2 separate regions of the Zea mays genome follow, and region 2 is linked to region 1. Evidence: chromatin contacts called from public Hi-C data. All regions are on one chromosome and are shown on one strand. Each heading gives the region's core, a stretch centred on a gene start, on an enhancer-like site or on the middle of the called end of the contact. The rest is flanking DNA. Distances are from core to core; before and after follow the strand shown. Region 1 holds the start of LOC103632245. Region 2 holds the start of LOC100282297 (rac GTPase activating protein).

What was found. Hi-C and Micro-C count contacts between places; a contact is called where the count stands out from the background.
Region 2: a Hi-C map of endosperm shows a contact between it and region 1, with 2.8 times the contacts expected there. The contact joins the promoter of LOC100282297 here to the promoter of LOC103632245 in region 1. A contact is called at or near these places in 3 of 25 Hi-C or Micro-C datasets (ear, endosperm and tassel).

What each region holds. Positions count from the first base shown.
Region 1 is chr7:34,502,469-34,505,168 of Zm-B73-REFERENCE-NAM-5.0, forward strand. It overlaps LOC103632245, which reads right to left and starts at 1,349. Exons shown (of 5, transcript XM_035960874.1): 1 at 1,056-1,349; 2 at 222-294.
Region 2 is chr7:34,672,239-34,674,938 of Zm-B73-REFERENCE-NAM-5.0, forward strand. It overlaps LOC100282297 (rac GTPase activating protein), which reads right to left and starts at 1,317. Exons shown (of 5, transcript NM_001371849.1): 1 at 927-1,317; 2 at 686-806; 3 at 469-588. The coding sequence starts at 1,255.

The DNA.
Region 1 (2,700 bases), core at 99-2,598:
AGCCTAGATCCACTAATGGCTGCATAGTTTCCCCGACAGAAGACATCAAATCATATAGGTCGCCACTTCTCTCATCAAATCCAGTATGATCAACAAAAAACACATGAATTCCAGATTTCCTGGTGGCATTTTAATTTAGCAGGTGTGTCAAAAATCCAGAACTACAAAAATCTGCAGAGAGAAGAGCAATAGCTACAAGGATGAGAAATGGAGAAGCATACCGTGCAGTAGACAATGACGGTGATAGAGGGCAGGTGGTGGAGTGGATGCTGGCAGCTTCTTGTTGCATACAGACTGGCCATAAAATGAAAGCACAATCATAAGAAATGCTCTAATGTATGCACAACAACAATATAATGAAAACATAATGAGACATTCATTTTTTTTCATTGATGTGCTGGCATGGCAAATACAACAGAGAGCTAAAACATGTATTTTCTTGATGAAAAATTACATAAACTAAACAAAGATGGGAAGTAAATATCACGTTTATTCTTGCTTTCCAAATGACACTCCATTTAGATTTTAGACATTTCGTAATAAACTTGATCTTGTAATGCGGCGTTGCACGTAGGCAAAACAGCACAGCACTCTAAGTAGCAAGCGACCAAACGCATGTTACGCTGGAAACAGGCAATGTGTGAATCACTCAAACGGTCAAACCCACAAATTTCGGCCAGCGCTCATCGCCTTCAAGTTCAATCCTACAATTGGATATACGAGAAACGTCCACCCCTTTCCGCCCCTTCTGTGGTGCTGGTGAGGCCCCGCACGAAGAGAAGAAGAAAAATTCATCCCTGTTCTCCCGTCTCAGCCAAGCGGAATGAACGCACGACAGAATGGAAACACACTGCACACACGCACCCGCGCGGCGGCGCGCACATAGAGACACACTATGACACTAGCGGTTTCAAGATTCTAGCCACGCCACGCCACGACATCCCGTCGGGCGAGCAGGCGTGCGCGGTGCGCAGGAAACCCAGAAAAGGACATCGGTTTCGCGGAGAAGAGGTGGAGGGCCACGCAGACGGGAGGGGCCAAGAAGTGCACCGTACGGTAGGCGGCGGAGACCTAACGCGCCACGCTGCGCGGGGGCCGGGAGGCGATTGGGCGGAGGGGAGCCGGGGTGTCGAGGCGCGCCGCTTGGGCCTTCGGTTTGAGACCCCAGACAGCCTTGTTTGGCCGCGGCTTTGGCCTCCGATCTCGCCGCGTTTGAAGCAATGGAGGTGGGAATTGGGAGCAGGCGAGCAGCCTAGCAGGGGGGTTTTGGTGTCGGGGGCTCCTGAAATTAGGTGGCGCGCAACTTCCCTCCAAAACCAAAAACATCGTTGCCAAACGGGCAAAGTGGGGAGGGGGTGTCACGTTATCCGCGTCGCTCTGTATCCTTTTCTTTTTTACAATCTCTTCTCGTTATTTGCATCCTAATAGCATCTTTAAGAGACTAGTTAAATGTCTCGTTAAACTAAATTTTAGTTAATCAACAACAAAATAACTATCCAACAGGCTAGCTATATGACCCAAAACTATCCAATTCTCCAAATTAGCTCCATCATCAATTAAATTTAGCTAACCAGCTGACTAGCTAAACTAGATAGATAATATGTTGGAATTAATATGCTACATACAGAGTTTTTTTTATCGTCGGCAATTTTTTGGACAAGTCCATAGATTCCTTTTGAGGTAAGAATTTATCCATGTTTAATCCACTACGTTTTAAAAAAAAATTAGGAAATGCCTATTCACACCACCCATCTAGGCACTTTGATCCCTTCAAGTGGTACTAGTGTCCAATCCTTGTGATTAATGCTTAATTGCATGAGAAAATAATAGTGCCAAGAGTGGAGACAATGTTGAGGTCACGGAGGAGGTCAAGCAAGTGGTCGAAGCCTTAGAACAAAAGATGATCAAATAAAGATTCAATAATATGTAAGAGGAGTTCAATAATATGAGAGGAACAAGACAAGGAGATCTAAAAGAATATGAGTGATCTCATGGGTGCAAGTTAAGAAACTTCATTTGGAGGCTCCTCTAGCAACAACAACGACGATGATGGCCATCGTGACACTGACTTGCCAAAACACGGCCTCACACATACTCATATGATTACAAGAAGATTCCTAAAATTTCAAATGTGCACTTCAATTCAATCAATGTCTGTAAACCACCCTATTTTGATGGGATTCACTATATCGATTGGACATATCAAATGAAGATGCACCTTATGTCTCTTCACCCTCATCTCTAAGAGATTGTGGATCTATGTATTACCCTTCTAGTTATAGAAAGAGACAAGACTCTAGAAAAAGCATCAGATCTCTATCAAATCTATGTATTTTTATTCTTTGCTGCTTGAATCTAGATGAGTTCGACAAAGTCAATGGTATTGAGATTACAAAGAAGATTTTGGATATACTCAAAGTTTCTTATAAAGGAGACTAGAAATTTAGAACCAACAAGATTGAGCTATTGTATGGAGAGATTAAGAGATTTGTTGAGATCTTATTACTTGACAACAAGATAAGAGACCTTGGATCTCAAGAATGAGGAGATGACAAGGTCACTAGGAAGATGTTGAGATCTTATTAAGCAAAGAATAACATTCTAACCGCCATGATTTATGGGAGGGATGACTTTGAGAGCTTGACACCACAAAGTCTTCTCTCAAAGATCATTCATCACGAGAACATTGAACAATACTCC
Region 2 (2,700 bases), core at 67-2,566, 170 kb after region 1:
ACTTGAATTTGAATGGAGAAACACCTCATGGATTCAGTTTAGTTTATATTGTGTCAATGACTCAACATATATCCCCTTTTGTATAGAAAGTTAAGTTGCCTTCTTGAACTAGATAATGCTTGAGTGATCATTGTTTGAGATTAATACTAACTTGCTACTTGATCCTAGACCACTACGCGTTATAAGATGCAGAATGTTGTTCCATTTCTTGAGACTCTCACAACATTAAACTCACTTTCCAACTTGACACGATATTATCGAACAACTTTTGTTTCAGTGTTTCTCTTTAAGAGAAATTTGAGAGTACTAAGGCACAATTGCTTCTAATTTCAAAGGTAAATCTCTACCGGTGATCATTGGTTGTTTGATTTACACGCTAATTCAAATATGCGATAGAACTTAAATGCTAGTGCATCAGTTCTCAGCTGTTTAATTGATCATCCACACAAACATGGCATTGTCAAATACCTTGATCAAACTAGCAAGGCAGTGCACATCGATGTCGTCAGGCACGATGCCGCTGTTGAGCTGCTCCCTGACATGCTCCTCCTGGCTGTTTTCCGGGGTGATCCGGAAGATCCCCTCTGCCTGAAATTGCAAAAGTAATTTAAATGGTTGAATTCGGCTGCGCTCGGACACTATTAAGCTCCAAACTAAATGGCTTGAACAACGGAAGTACTCCTACCTTGAGTCCATCCTGCGCGTACAGCCTCTCTTGCATGAGCAGAAGGATCTTGGGCACCGAGTTCCCCTTGTCATCGTAGCCACACTGCATCGACTCCGGTGATACCCCGAACACGCTGGCGCTGCACGAGTTCAAAAGAGAACATCAATAATCGGGCTCGGGACAGAGCATCCGGGCATCAACAATAGCTAGACCACAGGAGTAGAGAAAGAAGAGCTGGGGTTTCCAAACCCGAACCGACCTGGCGCTGGGGACCTGGCCGGGGATCTCGAGCTCGAACTCGACGGGGAGGCCGAGGAAGCCGTGGAGGCGGTCGAAGGTGACGTGCGCGACGTGGCGGACGTCTGTGGGCCAGCCGATCTCCATCCCCCACGCCGCCCCCGATGGGTCGTCGGCGTCCGCCATCTGGCACGGTAGCACCACCGACTTGCGGAGCGCGGCCAGCAGCAGCGCCAGCACCTGCCCCTGTCCCTGCCCCTGCTGCTGCCCGTCCTCCGCCTTCCCGTCGCTTCCTACACCACCACCCTCGCCGCAGCCGTGGGAGCTGGGTACCATCATCACCTCAACCATGGTCACTCCTCGCTGCGGTCGTGGCACCTCACGGGCACTTGGTGGAGCTGAGCCGAGGTGAGTGACGGCAGGCAACCTCGATTTGGGGAAACCGGTGGCCTTTTAAACGCAGACAGACAGGGGACGATGCTTTTGGCTTTGTGTCGTTGCGGTTGCGATCCGCGATTTTGAATTGCGGAAAGCTCGTGGGGGCCCGGGCCCAGACGAGAGGGAGCGCCAACGGCCATCAAATTCAAACGTCCGGCAAGTTTTTGCACCTGGGTACCTTGATCTTTACCATATCACAAGAAAACTGCCTTCAGGGACCTTGTGAAGATAAGGAGCTTTACTTGATAAGTTATTTCGAGACATTAGTATAATAACGAACATAAAGGGGATGGTTTCATTTCAGAAAAATGTTACTGTGATCCAAAGCATATTTTTTATGCAACATGTTTTTTTATCTCGAGGAATGATGGTGAATAGGTTAGGTTAATCCCAATTTTGCAAACATATAGCTAAGTGACATGAAATAGGGCCATTCTTAGAGGAGAAATGAGTGAATGGCTCCACCTTTGTTCCCATTTGTATAAGATGTGATGGAGCATACGTGTAAACACACGAACGAAGGTGAGAGCGGAGAGAAGGTGTTGGCTGCCGATGTAGAGAGGAGGATGGAAGGACATGCTCTGATAATTGGAGATGATCAGATGAGGGTGGAGGATACACCATCAATCAAGCAAACTAATGTATTTCTTGGACAACTCAAAAGCAGGCCATTGTACCCGAGTCGACTGAATTAGAGTATAAAGATATAGCCACGTTATTGGAAAATTATATGGGTTACTGTTGGGACCATGCTTCGTCGCCGAAGGTCCTACAGAAAGAAACAACTTCGGCTGAAGCTGTCTGCACGTGATGACCGAAAGTTGCTGTTCGTGAAGCTTCGGAATTACAAACCGACTTAAAAGTAGAATGACCTTTTAGTCCATAAGTGTTTGAGTCGTTGTTGTAAACTTTTATGAGGGGCATGATTGTAATTCCTCACAGGCTGTGTCTTGTGCCTATAAATAGTGAACAGTATTCCTTTACTGTTCACGGATTCCGGTAATTGCAATCGCATCACTCGGGAATTAATCTTTGTCAAGGCAAAGGTATAAATGTATCTAACATTTGAATACATTGAATTGATATAATATGAAAGTAGTGTTGTTCATTTATAATTTATTTACCTTTGATGCTTCGTATTTAGTACTACTTTATACAATCTATTGGAGGTCAATTACAAAAATTTAACCTTCGTAATTGCATCATCTTCAACCTTCGTCCGAAGTTCATTAATCCTAAAGAGAATAATGCTTCCGCGGACGAAGGGCATTAACATTTAACATTTTATGTTGCCTTGTTCTTAATTCATAGCAGTTGAGAACAAGTCTCCAACATTGGCGCCCACCTCCGGTGAACTC